Linked DNA regions of Mus musculus: regions 2 and 3 are each linked to region 1. The links are chromatin contacts, called in public promoter capture Hi-C maps. All regions are on one chromosome and are shown on one strand. The core of a region is the stretch at or near the end of the contact, and the rest is flanking DNA. Distances in the headings are between cores, read along the strand shown. Region 1 holds the start of Thada (thyroid adenoma associated). Region 2 holds the start of Mcfd2 (multiple coagulation factor deficiency 2). Region 3 holds the start of Rhoq (ras homolog family member Q).

Region 1 (2,883 bases), core at 111-2,610:
GCTTTGAGGATACAGATTCCAGCTTAAGTCAAAGGCAGACCTCCGTGGCCACTGAGGAATGGTCTACCTGCAGACCCTCCCAGGCAGAAAACGACTCAGCATGCGTCACTTAAACTCCTGACATAGCTTCCTTGTTGTCCCTACTTGTCTCTGAAGAATCAAAGCAATCTAACCATGCACTTGCTTATAAACTTCCCAAAGGTTTTCCCTTGCACTAAATAAAATGCATTAGTTACATCCAAATTTGGGTGTATGGCCTGAAAACAATCTGGCCCCAGCTTCCTCTGCCATTCATTTCAGATTTCTTTCACAGCATGTATTACTACCTAAGATTACACTAACTGGCACACCTGTCTATTGCCTGTTTTTCCTAGCACTAAGCTCCATAAAGGTTGCAATGAACTGAATAGTTGTGTTCAGTGTTCCCGTTCTTAACTCCTTAGTCGTTCATGCATGTAGTAAATGCTTTATTAAAATTTCATGAACTAAATCAAGGAATTCTTAATTAACAATTGCTAGAGATATTATAGGAGGGACATATATACTTTTAGAAGGAAGGTGGGCTACCTGGTACCTAAAAGGACATGCTACAGCTAAGTGGCATACCGCTCCAGAAACTGAAGCATTTATAGTCCATTTGGACGGCAAGTCACTACAGCAACGGCAAATGAGCAGTCAAGCAAAAAAGTTAATGAACACAGCCAGACAGAGAGACAACAAGGAAAGGCCTTGAAGTTCTGGGTTAAGTTTAGGGAAATAATTTCCCAAACGAGCAGCCAGCGTGCAAAGTACTGAGAAAGTACTGAGGAAGGAAACTGAGGGGACACTTGTGATTTGAAATGGCAAGTTTGCAGCAGTATTTGATCCCGGAGTCCTAGGGACTACACAGAGATAGACTCGGTGATTCTGCGCGTTCTAAGGGTAAACGTGTGTCCGGGTGAACTGGGCCGGCCCAGAGCCGAAAATCCCGGTTCAGCCTGATGGGCATCTGCCCATAGGTGCCACTTGCTGCTTCCCGCCCATCTACATCTACACCTTCCCGACCGCCTCCCACGTGGAGTCCAAAGACTGACAGAAGGACGGATGAAAACGTGGTTCAAGGGCTGTCTGTCTCCATGGAGACCTCAGCGCCCGGAAGCCACGGCTGGCACCCTCGGGGTGGCCTGCAAGCTGCCCCGGCCGCGCTGTGGCGAAGTCGGTCCCCCGCGCCCGCGTGCCTGGCAGGCAGCGCGCCCGCGAGCCAAACCTCGTGCCCGAGGACGTCTGCAAAGCGTCGCCACCTCTGGACGAGACCCGGAAGCCCGTCAAGTCTACCGCGTCCCTGCGGCTTGTAACGTGGTGCGCGATCCAAAAACCGGTCCCCGGCGAAGGGAGGCAGGGCTGGAAGCTGGCACGGAAATATCGCGAGAGCGGCCGAGTGCCGCTCCTCCAATCAGAAGTGAGGGTGGGTTGTGACGTCATCAAAGAGGGCGTTTGCGAGGGGATTTAGAGAGCCCGCGACTAAACAGTTCTTGATAAGCGAGCCTATGATGGTGACTGCTGGGAATTGCATGCCCCTCACCTCCTTCTGGCTGGCAGAGCAGCAGCCTCCACACCTCTAGGTGTCAGGCCGACATTTCTGTTCCAACCCAGACTTTCTACATTCACTGTGCCCAGCGCAGAGACAGGCAAAATCTACACTCGGGGACGGTTGTGCCAGGGACGGGAACTGAAGCCAAGAGCAACGACTTGAACTCCACTGTCCGAGCCTTAAACGCTGCCTTAAAGGCTGCATCTTTTACACAACTCACAGACTATCTTGCAGTCCAGTCCTTTAAAACTGAGTAAAAATTAGAGACCTATATCACCTTAGTAAGGAGCTGGGACAAGGGACAAGATCACAGAACGGACAAGATGCTGAAAAGGCCGGGATGCTGGCCTGGGCTCTGAGATACATAGTTGGGAAAAACAATGAAAATTAGGTTCATCAGGTGGATGGCTTTTCTATCAAACTTTGTATTTCTTTGTGGTTTTGCCACGTGTATTGTGAGACCCTGACTTAAAGCGTTTCTCCTTGAAAGGTAAAGCCCCTAAAACATTTCCCCAAGCTTGTTTTCCCTGACCTATAAAAATACAGCTAGAAAGAAGCTCTTTGTTCTCTATAGCCAGCAAAAAGCCTTTTTGTTTCTATACTTTACAACCAGAGATGCGATAATTGTAAAAGACCCAGCCAGCACTTGCCTGGCTTCCTGTGCCAAGGACTCAGGGTTAGGGTTAGGGGAAGATAAAAATTCAGAAAGAACTCACTCCCCACTCCTTCTGCCTTGTAAATTTCACCAAGGACACTCCGCCCAACTCTTCCCAACTCCTCAGCTAGCTATTAAAAGCCCCCTACTGTCACTGGGGTCATCGGGGTCGGGTCAAACTCCCCTGACCTGCATGGCGGAAGGAGTTTGTCCTCAGCTAGCTGATAATAAAACCTCTTGCAGTTTGCATCAGTGTGATTTTCTCTCCCGTCTTTGGGGTGCTGGCCAACTTATCCTGGGACTTGAGCGGAGGCCAAGCTTCAGGGGTCTTACAGTATCACTAAACAATAGCTTGGTTGATTTTGTGTCTGTTATCCACCGATTCACATCTTTTGGCATTGCTTTCAGGTCACTCACCTAAAACTGAGTGGTGACAATTCTTTGACTCACTGTTAATATGCCGTTCTCTACTGTGCTGCATTTGTGCTGATATATATGGACATTTGCTCTGGAGGAGTCCAGAGCAGAGGGGTGGGAGCAGGGCAGGGGACTGGACATAGCCGGGGATAGGGAAGCAGGACGGATGTGGCAAGAATTGTGTAGGTTATTAGTAGGTTATTATCAGGGAAGCCTGGCTACTGTTAAATTAGAGGAGGAA
Region 2 (2,883 bases), core at 263-2,762, 2.8 Mb after region 1:
GGCCTAAGGCTGAGCTCTCCCTTTGCAGCACTCCTGCCCACCCTTCCTTCCCACTGGGCCATTATTCCTATCAGGGAGTGGGCTTTCCTCCTAGCAGCTGTTGGCAGCCTTCAGAGGCTCTTAGTTGGGAATTTACATTCAAAGCAATCACATTTGACAACACCCCAGACATCCTGTTACACGGAGCCAAGGCCAACTGACTAGTGCTTCCTAGTTGTAGTCATCTCCATGCTCTTGAAGTCCAAGTAACCAGCAAGTTTCTGGGTTACAGAAAGCCCCCACATGGGCTGAGGTTGAAAACTTGTCCTGAATAGGCTGGTGTTTAATAGTCTGGTCCATTTGTTCACTGGGGGATTCCAAAGGAATGCCATGCTACCCTTATAACTAACATTTAACTAAGAGCCTAGTTACATAGGGAGAGCAGAGCTGTGAAGGCTGTGAGAACAGTCAGACGCCTCTCGACAGCAAAACACAGGTCACTAAAGAGGCACTCCAGGGGTATCACACACACCCCCATCCACAGAAAGCATGAGAAGAAATATTTCAACCCAAAGCAAAGCACGCCCCTCCATATGGCAGTGAACACCTAAACATGACTTAAGTCCAATCCAGAATATTCAGATGAGGAGGGGCAGGTCTTGAGTAAAGTACAAAGACAGTGAGTGAGTCACAACAGGCATTGCAGGAAGGAAAGAAGAGCTTGGAAGGGCAATGAGAATCCACAGAAGGACCTGGGAATGGGGCAGGGTGGCTGAGCGTGTCTCTACCTCCCCTGTACTGGACACGTTGAGGAGGGTCAATCAATATTAAAGGAGCAGAAAAGAGAGCTGATTGCTAAGGCAAGGTGTCTGGAAAAGTGAGAGTTTTGAATAGGTTCAATGTATTTGATGAGTGTAGGTAAGAGTGACGCCCAGGCCTCTGGTTTGGGCATATGTGTGGATGGAGGTGCCATGTCCCAGAAAGGGAAAACGAGACAAACGAGCATCCCTTGTCTACCTAACCTCCTAGGCTCAAACTAGCCAACCCTGTCGAGACAACAGGACCTGTGGGTCTGCCCCGAGGAAGGTGGGGGAGCCAGAGGCAGATGGAGTAACGCCTGAGACCCGCGTGCTTCCAGGCCAGCCAGGGTCCGTGTCCAGCCCACACAGCTGGCCCTACAGCCTAGTACTGAGACTCCCAGCAATGGGGTGAGCGCAAACAACAGCGCGGTGCTCAGCCGGGCAGACACGTCTGGCCCCCGAAACCCTCTCGGAAGACAGGCTGCCTCCGTGGGCCACAGGTCCCGCTGCGCCCTGAAGGTCCGCATCCTCCACCCCGCCACCCGGGCCTCCCATTCTCGAGCCCCAGGCCGACCGACCTCTGCCCCGAGGGTCAGGCCTCCGGCCCGTGGGTTCGCTCACCCCGATAATCCCCGACGCAGTCGCGAAGCACTCCAACGTGAACCTTGCCAGCTGCCGTCCCTGGGACGCTTTTCTCCGCACGCCGGTCCCGCCCCTCGCCCAGCCGCGCACGCGCACAGCCTCCCGCCCGCCCACCAACGCTGCCGGCCCCGCCCCCTGTGCGACCCGATCCAGTGGATCCACGTGTCCCCTGTGGCTGGCGCGGCCAGACCCGCCTCCCGAGGGCGACACCCTACTGCTAGGGCCCTGGGGAGGCCAAGAGGCGAGCTGGTTGCTAGGCAAACCTGAGGCTCCGGAACGTGGCTCACCGTGGGTTGTGGGCTGCAGGATCCGGAGGAGGCGGACTCCGAAGCTGGCCAGCCTCACCTTCTCTATACTTTGACGGATATCCTTGCTTCCACTACAAACTGAGAGAGTAAAACCCCTAACTCCTGTCCCAGTGAGGCAGCCGGTACTTCTCGGGGATCCTGCGTTTCCAAGACTGACCTGCTTCCATTTTCTTTTTGCTCCATTCCCTGAGCCGCAGCCTCAAGATCCAGCTAGTAAAGTTCCTGAAATCGTCTGGTTTTGTTGTTTTCTTTGAGAGAAGACAATATATTTAAAAAAAAAAAAAAAAAAAAGGATCCTGCCCTTTGATATTAACAAAATTGTCTTTCAGTGAATGTGTATAGATACAGATAGATATATGAGCTTAGGACTGTACATTTTAAAATTCCTTCTCTCCTTTGTATCTTTGAAGATACATAATCGTATTTTTTTTAGATGCACCTACATCAAAGATGGAGAGAGATTATATCAAAGCCCACCCCCACCCCCTCTTCCTTGTAGCCTTGAAAATTGCCCAACAGCACCGTTTTTGTCTCTTTGTCCCACTTTCCAAGATTAAGATTTCAACATTATCCATAGGGAGAGAAAGCCTCTTTCAAGAGTCCCTAAGATATTGCATCTCATTCCATCTCATTCTGAAGGTTAGATTAATTTGGTCCAGTTCATTCTGGGTACCCTGTAGTTGACTGCATTGTACCTACGATCCTTTGTCCTGGGAGCTACAAATGCAGGCAGTTTATGAAGCTCAGTAAGTAGAGACTGGACCGAGGGTAGCCTGGAGCATTCTTCACCTCACACCTCCTAGACTTTTTGTTTTGTTGCTGATTTGGTGTTTTGATTTTTCGAGACAGGATCTCTCAGTGTAGCCCTGGCTGTTCTGGAACTTGCTCTGTAGACCGGGCTGCCCGCAGACTCAGATCCATCTGCTTCTGTCTCCCAAGTGCTGGGATTAAAGGTGTGTGCCACCACTGCCCTGCTCAGACTTTTTTCTAATAAGCACTTGCCACCAAGCCAGATACTCCACCTTCTCTGTGGATGCTAGCTTTTGTCATCTTTCTCTTTCTACTGGATCATTCTTACCTGCATAGATGCTTGCCCTCTGGTTCTTTCCTACAATGCTATTGAAATGGCCATCTCCATGCAAACCAGGTCTCTT
Region 3 (2,883 bases), core at 243-2,742, 2.5 Mb after region 1:
AGCCATGCTACTAACTTGTGGTGCTTGGACCAAGTTCAGCTTTCCGGCAGAGCTGGCTCCTACAGCTCTTTAACCTTTCCACATTTCCTCCTTTCAGAATACTAGTCTTCGCAAACACAGCCAGAGCTAATGGTGATGCAAGCAGCAAACCTTGCTCTCTTCTCCTTCACGGGAAAGTGTCAAGACCTGACTTCAAGATAGTGTGGTGCCTTTCCTAACCTTTCAGAATGTATGAAGTAACTTTCAGATTTATTAGTGTAGTCAATGCAAGTACCTCCACTCGAATGCAATGGACAGGGTATGGAGAGATGTTCCCCTACGTTCACAAGGAACGTTAAATACTATTTGAAATCTTCCTGGTCGAATTGAAATCAGGATTATGACTTGAAAACTGGCGTCCAGGGTTCGTGGAAGTGAAATGAGGGCATCACAGTAGGCATCTCCCCAGGTGGCCCTTGAACACCGGGAGTGACAGGGAACCTTTTGGTAACCACTTCACTGGTCCCAGTTTCCCCCACCTAAATCCCGGGGGCAAGGGTATGAGTGACCCACGCACCTCTCAACACAGCATTTTCTACCACTATGAATTGGTGAGAGGAAAGGACTTCCCTGTCAGCAAGCTTGGGGGTAGGCTGCGGTGTGGGGTCAGTCAGCGCAGAGTGAGCCTTCGAACCAAGACCGTACATTTAAAGCAGCACTCGGCCACACAACTAACTGGCCCTGGCCAGACAAGTGTTTCCGGACTTGCCAGACAGAGGCGCAGGGTTGGTCCTGAATCACTGGCCAAGTCTCAGAGCGCGAGGCTACATCATACCTCAGGGATCACAATTGAATACTTTTGGAGAGACGCTTGGAAGCGAAAGGAAGCCTCGGACGATGTCGCCTCCAGGGGGAGCACAAATAACATCTGTGGTCTCCTGACAAGGGCTCGCCCCTTTGTGGCTGGTTGGGGGTGCAATATGCTGCATCTCTTAGTCACCGATTTCATAGAAAATGACTCAAGCTCGTGCTGCGAAAAGCGTGGGGTAGTGATGCTGAGGAGCAAGCAATAAGCCAGAAGTCTCAGTTTTCCAGTTCCGAGACCCACCACCCTCCCAGCCTCCGCACACCTTTCTAATTATTGTTATTAATTATATTTATAACCCTCTTGGCCGCTGTTCCTGATTTCTAGTTGCGTGGAGCACTTGCAGGCCGACGAGATGGCTCCTGCCTTCCAGGCAGAATTTAAATATACACATCTGTATAATGTTGCAGAATTGCGTCACCGTGGAAGTCGTCGTGATTCCCCGAAAGGCCTTCACGTCTCCTCCGGGCACCGGGGCCTGCGGACGCTTCCGGGCTTTGGCCGCACTTTCGCGAGGAGCCCTGGGCTCCTTCCTAGCGGCTGCCCAAGAGCCCCTCCCCCAGCCCCCATCCTCCCGGATACAGGGCGCCTCCTCCTCGGCCTCCGCGCCCGACTCCCAGGGAGTCAAGCTTGGGTGAGCGGCAGGAGCGCACGGCGGGCGCGGGCGCGGGGCGCGCCGCACTCCGGAGCCGCCCGGACCGCCCTCCCCCACCCCCCTTCACCGGCCCAGGAGGGCGGGGGCCGGAGCGGCGCGGGGCGGGCAGAGCCGCCTGGCCCCTCCCCTCCGCCGCCCTCCCCAAAGTTGCCGACTCCCCTGGGGCCGGACGGTCTTATGATCCGGCGGATCCTCCTGGGGAGGCCGGGCCGGGGAGCGGGTTCGGGCGCCGAGCGGCGGGGCCAGCAGGCGGGCGCGGCGAGCCGGGCCAGGGCGGGGAGCGGGGCAGAGATCGAAGCGGCGGCGGCTGCGCCCCGGGCCCGCCGCACCTTCTCCTCCGGTCAGGGGAACCGCTGCATGGGGCCGGGAGGGCGGCCCTGCTGCGCCGAGCGGCGGCGACGGCGGACCCCCCAAGCGGGCTGGGGCTGAGCCCGGGGCCAGGGCGGGGGCTCCGGGGGGACCATGCCCCGAGGCCGGCCGGCCGCAGCATGGCTCACGGGCCCGGCGCGCTGATGCTGAAGTGCGTGGTGGTCGGCGACGGGGCGGTGGGCAAGACGTGCCTGCTCATGAGCTATGCCAACGACGCCTTCCCCGAGGAGTACGTGCCCACTGTCTTCGACCACTACGCAGGTACGCCTCTGCCCTGCTGACTAAGGGGCTGATCCCCGGCTGGGAACTTTGGAGCAACTTTGGCTGAGCCCCCTGGCTTGCCTCCCCTGAGCGTGCTCCCCTCCCCCGCCGTGCCCTCTGCCTGGCGGCTTCACCCCCCCCCCCAAGCTGTGCCTCTGGTCACCCCACCCCTCGCAGCAACTCCCACCCCATTCCTATCTCCCCCTTCGCCCCGTCTCCCACACTTTTCAGTCCCCTGAGCGCCCTTCTTGACCTTCCAGCTGCCTCTTCCCTTACTGCCCGAAACCCCTGTAGGGGAAACATCTGGGAACACTAGTAGACGTGGCTACAGGGTTTGGGGGGGGGGGGGAGTGGATGGCAGGGGCCACATTACACCTATATCTCATGCAACTTGGCAGTGAAGTGGACTCGGATAAAAGGGGAATGTTGTCTCCTGGGGAGCACCCACATGCTTCCCAGTATTTGGGAAAGGAGGTTACTGTGGGGAGCCAAAGTGCTAGATCTCAGATCACTGTGAGCTTCTCTCCCCACCCCCCACTTCTGTCCTTGCAGTCAGCGTCACCGTGGGGGGCAAGCAGTACCTCTTGGGACTCTATGACACAGCTGGACAGGTGAGTGTTTTGGCTTCTGGCCGGTTCCCTTACCCCCATCTCTCGCCAATTCTGTGTGGCTGTGGAGGGCCTTTGGAAACTGAGGTGTCTAGGTGGGAGGGTGTGTTTTGGGGGGGGGGGCTGCCTCAAGATCAGGTTGGTTT

The links. Promoter capture Hi-C pulls out the DNA fragments that hold promoters and counts their contacts.
Region 2: a promoter capture Hi-C map of pre-B cells shows a contact between it and region 1, with 2.7 times the contacts expected there. The contact joins the promoter of Mcfd2 here to the promoter of Thada in region 1. A contact is called at or near these places in 2 of 39 promoter capture datasets (liver and pre-B cells).
Region 3: a contact with region 1 is called in a promoter capture Hi-C map of liver, with 3 times the contacts expected there. The contact joins the promoter of Rhoq here to the promoter of Thada in region 1. A contact is called at or near these places in 2 of 39 promoter capture datasets (hippocampal neurons and liver) and 1 of 115 datasets of contacts at active chromatin or transcription factors (astrocytes).

What each region holds. Positions count from the first base shown.
Region 1 is chr17:84,464,848-84,467,730 of GRCm38.p6, forward strand. Thada (thyroid adenoma associated) reads right to left here and starts at 1,361. Exons shown (of 38, transcript NM_183021.3): 1 at 1,247-1,361.
Region 2 is chr17:87,264,435-87,267,317 of GRCm38.p6, forward strand. Mcfd2 (multiple coagulation factor deficiency 2) reads right to left here and starts at 1,513. Exons shown (of 4, transcript NM_139295.3): 1 at 1,401-1,513.
Region 3 is chr17:86,961,619-86,964,501 of GRCm38.p6, forward strand. Rhoq (ras homolog family member Q) reads left to right here and starts at 1,493. Exons shown (of 5, transcript NM_145491.2): 1 at 1,493-2,129; 2 at 2,682-2,740. The coding sequence starts at 1,988. It overlaps LOC115488765 (hapless 2-like), which reads left to right. Exons shown (of 3, transcript XM_030250169.1): 3 at 1,255-1,928. The coding sequence ends at 1,928.